3 separate regions of the Mus musculus genome follow, and all the other regions are linked to region 2. A link is a contact called in public Hi-C and promoter capture Hi-C data. All regions are on one chromosome and are shown on one strand. The core of a region is the stretch at or near the end of the contact, and the rest is flanking DNA. Distances in the headings are between cores, read along the strand shown.

The links. Promoter capture Hi-C pulls out the DNA fragments that hold promoters and counts their contacts. A called contact is a pair of places that touch in the nucleus more often than the background predicts.
Region 1: a Hi-C map of the G1E-ER4 cell line shows a contact between it and region 2, with 2.0 times the contacts expected there. The contact joins the enhancer-like site here to the promoter of 2700038G22Rik in region 2. A contact is called at or near these places in 5 of 39 promoter capture datasets (the 3T3-L1 cell line, the HPC-7 cell line, embryonic stem cells and 2 more), 4 of 484 Hi-C or Micro-C datasets (the G1E-ER4 cell line, bone marrow-derived macrophages and nephron progenitors), 3 of 115 datasets of contacts at active chromatin or transcription factors (bone marrow-derived macrophages and embryonic stem cells) and 1 of 9 other capture datasets (adipose tissue).
Region 3: a contact with region 2 is called in a promoter capture Hi-C map of embryonic stem cells, with 5 times the contacts expected there. The contact joins the enhancer-like site here to the promoter of 2700038G22Rik in region 2. A contact is called at or near these places in 3 of 39 promoter capture datasets (all in embryonic stem cells), 1 of 15 datasets of contacts at CTCF or cohesin (the NIH/3T3 cell line), 1 of 484 Hi-C or Micro-C datasets (embryonic stem cells), 3 of 115 datasets of contacts at active chromatin or transcription factors (all in embryonic stem cells) and 2 of 9 other capture datasets (adipose tissue and liver).

The regions. Positions count from the first base shown.
Region 1 is chr5:23,922,295-23,925,283 of GRCm38.p6, forward strand. It overlaps a transcript of Fam126a not described here. Among named protein-coding and RNA genes, the nearest start is that of Gm42228, 71 kb to the left of the region's middle. Within about 2 kb of position 1,662, at least 46 of the 459 cell types and tissues checked have an H3K27ac peak or open chromatin away from gene starts, as enhancers often do. A contact at or near this core is called in the G1E-ER4 cell line and the HPC-7 cell line, where this site is marked.
Region 2 is chr5:23,849,183-23,852,211 of GRCm38.p6, forward strand. 2700038G22Rik (RIKEN cDNA 2700038G22 gene) reads left to right here and starts at 1,415. Exons shown (of 4, transcript NR_045042.1): 1 at 1,415-1,439; 2 at 2,939-2,973. It overlaps Gm42228 (a long non-coding RNA gene), which reads right to left. Exons shown (of 2, transcript XR_880875.3): 2 at 272-948.
Region 3 is chr5:23,735,212-23,738,544 of GRCm38.p6, forward strand. No RefSeq gene overlaps it. Among named protein-coding and RNA genes, the nearest start is that of AI506816, 24 kb to the left of the region's middle. Within about 2 kb of position 1,985, at least 13 of the 459 cell types and tissues checked have an H3K27ac peak or open chromatin away from gene starts, as enhancers often do. A contact at or near this core is called in embryonic stem cells, where this site is marked.

The sequences.
Region 1 (2,989 bases), core at 412-2,911, 73 kb after region 2:
ATAAAAAGAAAATGAGAATCAAAATAGATATCAGTTTCTTAAAAGATATCCAGGAAATCTTAAATATTTAGAAATTTAAAGAAAAATTCGAAGGGAATTGAAAAATTGTTTTGTACAGAATGGTAAGCACGGAATGTGTGATGTAGACCAGGCAAGGCCTGGAGAGCAGCAGGCAGTGCCCTCCGCAGGGTAACCCACCTGTGCTGTGATGAAACACCATGACCACAAGCTACGCGGGGAGGAAAGGGTTTGTTTCACTGACAGTTCCATATCACAGTTCATCATCAAAGGGTAGAACTCACACAGGGCAGGAACCTGGAGGCAGGAGCTGATGAGGAGGCCATGGAAGGGTGCTGCTCACTGGTTTGTTCCCTGGTGCTTGCTCAGCCCACTTTCTTATAGAACCTAGGACCACCAGCCCAGGGATGGCCCCACCCACAATGGCCTGGGCCCCGCCCTCCTCTATCAATGATTAATTAAGAAAATGCCCTACAGGCTTGCCTGTAGCGCAATGGAGGCATTTTATCAGTTGAGGTGTCTTCCTCTCAGATGACTAGCTTGTTGCCATCAAACTAGCCAGCCGAAGCCACAGCTGAGACTCCCTGTGTGCAGACAGAATGTAAATAAGAAATAAGAACAGGACTGAGTTGGATGTTATATCAAGGAGCTGCTAGCTCATGTCAGCTGTGTGTAGGAGATAAAAGTTGGATGAGCAGCCAGCTCACGCCAGCTCTGCAGCTCATGTCAGCTCTGTGTGTAGCAGATAAGAATGAAGTGCTATGTAATGATGTAATGCTAGCTTGTAGCTAATGAAAGCAGAGGCTGGCAGCCGACAGGCAGAGACCTTGATGCTCGACAGTGAAGAGTGTTGTGCTGTCTTGCCCTCTAACCAGAAAACAACTTGTGGGACAGTGGACCTTGCTAGGAAACTCGGTAGAGTGGGTCTGAGTCTCCGGAAACTCGGGGTACACACCTGAGTCCGTAGGCAGCTCCCTGCCAGATTCCTGGCCTGGAACGTGCCACACTTCCCACATAAGGAAACAGATCTGTGGTCACATTGCCCCAGAACAGAGCTCTACTTGCTAATGAGGTACCTAGAGGCCCTGAGGGTTTAGTCAATAAGCTTCCCTTCCTGGATATTCCTCCTTGCAGAAGGTATTTAATCTCTGGTCCCCCCTGAGAAGGTGGTACGCATCCATTTTCCACAATGAACAACCAATAACTAGTTTGGAACCGAGGACTGTCTCTTTCATCCACCATGGGGAGCGTGGAGAAAGCCTTTGCCTGTAGAGCCTCGGCTTCTCTGCATTTCCAGGCAACTGCTTCTACCTTTGCCAATGAGCTAAGCCAAAGTTCCCATCCCTTCCCCCTCGTCGTGGGTTCCCGCTCCTCTGTGTGGCACTCTAGCAGCGATTAGATGTCTTGGGGTTGGGAAATACCAGCTTTGGCTTCCCACATCTCAGACTGTATTCTCCCACTCCCGGAGTCGGAGTGGTGTCTAGGCTCTTCTCTAAAGCCCAGCACTGGGCTTGGGATAAAAGCAGTCAAGCTCCCTGCATTTCACCTCCCCGGTGGCCATGCCAGTGGTGGAGTAGAACACTGACTAACACAACTGACTGCTACCCTGGCTGCACAGAGATAAGAGGATCCAGAGTAAGGAGTCCCTGCCTGAGACACACAGACAACAGACAGATTGCAAGCCTTGCCTGTGAGGCCCCTCTGCCACCTGCTTCTGAGTCAGCTACCCCACGTGTATGTTGTGAACTGATGCTTATTGTAGTGAATAAACCTTGAGATCTAGACTCTGTCTGTCCTTCCCAGCCTTAAGCTGGACATGACTCATGATAGTTGGCATAGTTGACAGGATTCTACCTTCAAGATGGAACCCTGAGAAGAAAAATGAACCCTCTAAGGACCATAATAGTCCTAATTATTCTAAATTTCAGCAAATTGGCAACAAGCCTTTGGTCATACAAAATTAATTGCAGTCCAGGAGCAGAACTAGGCAGAGCTCTAAGGGAGATAGTGAAAGAAGGGACCATCACTCCAAAGCCAGCTGCTGCCTACGACATAGGAAGAGCCAGAAGTGAGGGACTCATCACTACTGTTACCAACACCTGATGCCAACTGCTGCCTATGCCGTAGGAAGAGCAGAAGGTGCAGGGAAACCCACCCAGGAAAGATTGGTTGGCCACAAGCCTGGTGAGAAGGGCAGATAAATTATTGGAAAAAGTAATAAGAAACTCACCCCAAACTAACTTTGGGTGTTATATAAAAAATTTAAGTTCTATACTCCCTAATGTATGTAACACTAGAATGAAGAAACTACTTACTGGCTTCAAAGCCATGAAAGTGAGTCCAGATGCCACGGATCGCACAGAGAGGAAATGGTTTGGAACAAAGAATAAGGCCAAAAGGAAAGCTGGGTTTAAAGAAGTGAAGATTGAGGTCCTTCTAACAAGTCCACCAATAGTAGAGCCACTCTAGAGCATGCGGCTAGTAAAGAAGTGCAAGCAATACTGATGAAAACCGTAGAGGAACTAAGAAATGGGGGTGGCAAACAATCCTTTCAAAGATGCTGTCCTAACCCAGGGCCTGGGCAAGACAGCCATATCCCTCCCAGTGACATCTTCCAAGATTCACAATATTTGGTAACAATGATGAGGAGCATTTTGAGCAACAAATAGAAATGAGACCATACACTCCTCAAGAACTAAGTCAGTCGAGAAAAGAATACGTCCAGATGGAATGGAGGATGCATCCTTTATGATAAAGCTCAGGGGAAAAGGATAGACACGGTCACGCTGTCAGAGTCAGAGGTGAGGAAAATTAAGAATATAGTAGAAACCCAGCAGTGTATGAAGCTTTAGAGCGAGTCCTAGGCACTGCTCCAGGCGATGTACACCTTCTCCTGGACTGGATAACCACAGCCTGGAGATGCGCATTTCCATCTTTAGACCTTACACAACGTGAGGAAGCAGCAAAATGG
Region 2 (3,029 bases), core at 165-2,664:
GGCTGCAGAGACCTCTGCAGGGCGGGGAGGACTAGTGAAGAGTCTAGCTGAGTCAGTGACGCCCAGTGATAGAACTTGTCTCAAAAAATAATGTGGAGAATAATTGAGGGAAAGAAACACCAACCTGTGACCTCCACGTGCATGGGCAACACGAGCACAAACACAAAGACACTCACGTACACATACTGAGAAACAAATAGAGAAACAGTTTAAGGTGCCTATAGATATGTTCTTGTGTTGGGGTCTAAAAATCCAAAACAACCCGAGCAGGTTCAAGAGTCCCCCCAAAGCAAGATCTTTATTTGAATTAGGCAGCAAAAATCAACCAGTTAGGAACAGCAGCACAGACTCCGTCTGACTGCGTCTTCGAACATCTTAGTAAGTATTTAAGCAGATGACAAAGATGTATTGCACTCGGGCTGCTGCTGATCAATCAGGGCCATAGAAGAGACTCAGGAACTGAACTGCAACCCCAAGCCAGAATGGTACGGGGCTTTTAAGCTTGAAATCCATAAACGTCTGTGCTAAGTTATCCCACCAATCAGGACTTAGGGGTAGGGGACTTCCTTAAGAGCACGTCTTTGTGGTGCACTTACTCTGTTCCTACAGGACTCAACTGCAGCGTTCATGTTGAAGTGCACTCACCTAGCATCCATGCTTCTACTCACCAAGCAGGAAGTCAGTTACCCAGGGAGGTCTTGGGAACTTAAACTTTGAGTTAAGGCCTGTTCCAAATGGCTTCAGTTGGTTCCTTCTTACACCACTGTCTTCTGAATTCTCCTCTTGCGTTCCCACAAGCAATGGATGAGTGGGGTCTGGGGTGCAGGCGTTTTGATAAGTGTGTAAGTGGTACCATGGTGGTGTCTTACTTTTCAGTTCCTCAGTGGCCTGTGACGCTTAACATACCAAGAGCACACAAAGAGTAGGCAACTCTTTTGAGGGCTGTTGCTATAAGGAGAAATAAAAGGTGGCTTACTTGTGGCAGGATGTAGCAGGAATTTAATGGCGGATGTTTTGGTCTGTTTGGTTGGTTTACGTTTTGTTTTTACATGGCTAGAGAGATGGTTTGCCGCTTAAACAGTGTTCTGTTCTTGTAGAGGACCTGAATTTAGTTCCCAGCATTCAATTTAGGAGGCTCACAGCTGTCTGTGAGTCCAGCTCCAGGGAAGCTGACACCTATGTCTGGCATTTTGAGCACATGCAAATATCACAGACAGACATAGTTTAAGTCTTTTTGGGGAAGCGGGCGGGGCCAGTGGCTCTGGTGCCGCCAGGGGGCGCGTGAGGGCCGGCGCTGGAGTCAGGCGGGAACGGGGGAAGGGGCGGGCAGGAGGGGCGCTGGGCCACTCTGGTTGGCTGAGCCCCGGTGCTCAATGTCCGGTCGGTTTTAAACTCGGTCCCGCCCTGGCGCCCAGCTCTTCCGCCGCGGCGCGCTCCTGGTAAGTACTCTCCCCATTGCGAGTCCCAGGACCACGCCACGTGGTCTTGGCGATTTTCACGGCGCTCGCCCGTGGCGCGGGTCCCTGCCCATACGCGTCCCTTCTGTGTGGGACAGGCGATCAGCCTTGCGCTGCCCGGATTTGTCCCCTCTCGGATGGAGGCGCGGCGTCCGGACAGCCCGGGTCCTGGGCACACTCGGGGCTTCCCGCCCGCCCAGGACTCCGATGACGGGGACATCGACTATTTAGGAAGCGAATGAGATCAGAGCTCGGAAAGTAGCAGGAGGCAGGATAATCCCAGTGTCAGCAAGGGCAGGGGTGATTTCGCCCACGCAGGCGCGTCCTCGCCGCCGCACGTGTCCTTTAATTGCTGCTTGGCACAAAGGCTGGGCTTTTTGTTTTGTGCTCATTTGTTTTAAGGTTTGAGGGTATATTCAGGCGGATACCTGCAACCGAGTCCAGCAGGGACCTCTGCCTACAGGACCTGGATTACCCTACTGCTGACACAGACCCAGCCTGTCTGGGTTTTGGGTCCTGGGAGAAATCTGAGCCACTGGATTAGCACTTAAGCAAGGTGACTTATAAGCAATGATTTAGGAATCGTGATTTGGAATTCCTAAGACCGGGTATAGGTGTTTAGCGAGCACCCAGGAGTCCTCCCTGTTTAAGAGGTGACTGATTGAGACACCAATTAAAAGTAAATATCATGGTTGGAGAGATGACTCAGTGGTTAAGAGTACTGACAGCTCTTCTAGAGTTCCCGAGTTAAATTCTCAGCAACCACATGGTGGCTCACAACCATCTGTAATGAGATCTGATGCCCTCCTCTGGTGTTGTCTGGAGATAGCAACAGTGCACTCATATAGAAGAAATAAATCTTTTTAAAAGATTATTAGATTATTGAGACAGATTGTCATACTGGCCCAGAGAATATTTGTGCTCTAGGACCCTAAGTATTGGCATTTATGGACATAAGCCACTGTGCCTGGTAAAGGACATTTTAGAGGAAAAATAGGCTTGTGGGCTCTTGTAAACAAGTTCCCTGTGTTGTAGTTTTCTTTCCGTTAGAGGTTAGGGTTCTGTTGAGCCCCTTCGAGAGTGAAGGGCAGCATGAGCCACCTTCTAAGGTAAGGAGTTATTTTTCCCTTCCTCATTCAGGCTCAGGAGACACATCTGACGCTGCTTCTGGTTTTGAAATCAGAGAAAATGTTTCACTTTCTTAAAGGAAGAGTACTGCTATTACCTGCAGTACTATTTGCTTCTAAACATTAAGAGTTTTTGCTTCTGGGGTGGAAATAGTGGGAAAGATGGCCCAGAGGGAATAAAATGGACTCCCAGCTGTCAGCAGTATGAAGATTAGAGCTCTGTGCAGGAATAAATGCTAGTCAGAGGCAGGCCTTCCATCACCAGATGCAGCTAGGAGCCACCAGGAAGGTCCTTTCTGAAGGAAGCTGTGGCTGCTGCTTGTAACAGTGCTGGTTCTTTTTTCTTTTGAGCAGATGAGTGCTGTGTCCAGGATGATCATGAATTCAAGGTATGTGTTAGATGGCAAGTTTGGCTTTCCAGGCATAATTCCAGGAACAGTTCTTG
Region 3 (3,333 bases), core at 735-3,234, 110 kb before region 2:
GGAAGGAAGGAAGGAAGGAAGGAAGGAAGGAAGGAAGGAAGGAAGGAAGGAAGGAAGGAAGGAAGGAAGGAAGAAAAAAAGAAAGAAAGAAAGGGAAAAAGACAGACAGACAAGTGGATGGTGGAGAATCATAAACATAAGGTCAGCCTCACTATACACTGAGTTGGAGTTCAACCTTAGACTAAATGAGACCCTGTCTTTAAAAAAATATAAAGTCTCTATGACTGTGGTGCTAAGGAGGTATCCATCTATGATGCTCTGGTCACAACCACTGTTTTCTCTTGACCTCAACTGGAAATCCAGACTTCCAAGGCATACTCCCCACGTCTCAGTTTGCTTTCTATTGCTGTGATAAGCACCAAGACTAGGAGCAACTCTGGAGGAAAGGGTTTAGTGTATCTCACAGCTTACAGTCCTCGTGAGGCAGGAACTGAAGCAGAAGCCACGGAAGAGCACTGCATGCTGGCTGCTCTCTGTGGCCTGCTTTCTTACACCACTTGCCTTGCACTAGGACCACTTGTCCTGCTGTGGCCTTGCCCACCGTGGGCTGGCATTCCCATATCAAGAAAATGCCCTGGTCCGGCGTGGTAGCGCACGCCTTTGATCCCAGCACTTGGATTTCTTTTCTTTCTGCCCCAGCAGACTGTGCATGCTTCCTTCCAGGGCCTCTGGCTCAGCTCTTCTGTCTCATGCTCTCATCTGAGCTCTCCTGAGAGGTTTGCTGAACGACTCAGTACAACACTTTCTTACCACCTCCTCATTCTCTTTCTTGTTGAATATTCTTCACAGCATTTATCATGATTTAAAACTACTTTTTTTTTTTTTTCCGAGACAGGTTCTCTGTGTAGCCCTGGCTGTCCTGGAACTCACTCTGTAGACCAGGCTGGCCTCGAACTCAGAAATCCACCTGCCTCTGCCTCCCGAGTGCTGGGATTAAAGGCATGCACCACCACGACCGGCTAAAACTACATATTTGTGATGTTAGAATTTATAACAAAACGTGAATTTGGCCTTTTTCAACTCTGGCATAGGGCTCCTGAAACCCTTGAGTTTCTTAAATGACAAGAAACAGCTGCTGGGGGTGGGGAGATGGCTCAGTGCTCTAAGAGCACTAGCAGCTCTTCCTGAAGCCCTGGGTTCAATTCCCAGCACCCACTTGTGGTACACAACTGCCTGCAACTCTAGTTCTCGAGGATCTGACTCTCTTCTGGCCTCCATGGGCACTGTGCACATGTGATACACGTCATCCATGTAGGCAAATGCTTATAGACATAAAAGAAAAACAAATAAATAGCTATTCATAAAAAGTACCTTCCAGGATCTGAAATGACCACAGCATTTGGGCTTGTTGCCAGGGAAACTAGCCAGGTTGGATGGGAGGAGTGGAATTTCAGTGTCTCTTCAGGAAGCAAGGACTGACTTAAGCCAACATTAGATTTTGGCCATTCATGCGTCTGTGGCAGAACCTCTAAAAAAACCCCTGGACTGTGGGATGCAGTGATTACACTGGGGTGCTGTTTGCCCGGAAATTCTAGTCTCCTCCCTCTAGCTTTCATTATGTATCTCCCAGTCTTGCTATTCCTGAATTACGTCCTGTATAATAAACCTGCCAGCAGTGTTGTATCCTGTGCTGTGAGCTGCTCTCACACACTTTTATATCTGAAGGTGGGAGCCATAGGAATTTCTTATGGAAAACAAGTTGGTAAGAAGTAAGAAATATGGGCTCATGATGATCCGAATAGGAGCAGTGTTGAGATGAGCTCTCTGTGGACAGAGTTAGAATTATATTGTAAGACACTGAGGGAAGTCAGAGCCTAGGTGGTGTGGGTTTATAACAAGGACTTGGAGAGAGAATTTGCTTAAAGACACCAACTTTCCACTTAGGTCTAATGGGTTACCACTTGGCATCTCTGCCTCCACTTAGGTCTAATGCGTAACTAATCAGGATTAAACATTTGGCATCTCTGCCTCCGCTTGAGGATGGGCCTGGTACTGTTTGTATTTTGATGCTAATTCTGCTCTCCTAGGAGGGGTTGCAGACAAGGAGTGAGTCAAATACTTAAGTGACTTCTTGTGAACCAATTCCCTAATGAATAAAGGAATCTATCACTGGGCGAGTAGGCGGGACTTCCAGGTTGGATGGAGGAAGAGAGGAAGCAGGAGAGAGTTAGGTCCTTTTGGATGGGATAATGTGAGGACAAGATGTCTCCTGGTTTCAGTGGCAGATCCATCAGGATTTGCCACTAGAGGATTTAGATTTAATAAGACTTACAGGATTAGGATTTTAGTTGCTGTGCCCAATGATTGAGTTACCGTCGTTTCTGAACTAAGTTTGTGCTGTGTTTTTCTTCACGTGGTGACTTGCCCGAGTTCAAGAGAGAAAGGTACTGGGCAAGGTGTGTTTGCCAGATGTGCACCACAAAGGCCGTGGGGGATTTGAAGCACGGGATTGGCCTGGTAGTGACTGCCAGTGCCAGTGGGTACTTAGTGAGCTGGGTGGAGAGATTTTGGAGCACTGAGTCAGAGTCTCCATGAGATAAAAACAGGTCGCCCATTGCCCATCAGTGCATGGCCGGCCAGGCTGCTTTGGCAGAGAGTTGCTGGCACTAGCTCGGGTTTGTGCTAGTTCCTTTTTAAATATTTTCTGCAACAGTCTCTATTTTTTAAAAAAAGATTTATTTATTTATTGTATGTACATGTACAGCTGGTTGTGAGCCTTCATATGGTTGTTGGGAATTGAATTTTTAGGACCTGTGCTTGCTCTGGTTGCTCTGGTCACCCCACTCAGGTCAACTCCATTTGCTCAGTCCCAAAGATTTATTCATTATTATTAATAAGTACACTGTAGCTGTCTTCAGACACAACAGAAGAGGACGTCAGATCTCATTACAGGTGGTTGTGAGCCACCATGTGGTTGCTGGGATTTGAACTCAGGAACTTCAGAAGAGCAGTCAGTGCTCTAACCCACTGAACCATCTCGCCAGCCCAACAGTCTCTATTTTGAATCTGCTCATTTTGCTGTTAGTCAGCCTCCTGTGTCATTACCTTGAATCCCAGAAACTACAAATCTGATAAACAAAGATCTTGTGTGGACAGTCTTGTCTGTTGCTTAGGCAGCAGTGACCCCTGACCAGTCCTGAGATGATAAACCAAACCACAGTTTGACCAAGACTCATTCTTAGGCTACCCCTCCCCCGACCCCTGCCCCCATGCTAGCAGAGTGTTCAGGCCAGTGTTCCCCTCTAGGGTGGAAGTGTCATGCTTTATATCTTAACATCTTTCAATGCAGATATTATCTTAATGTATCTCAATATAGACATACTGATTAAATTT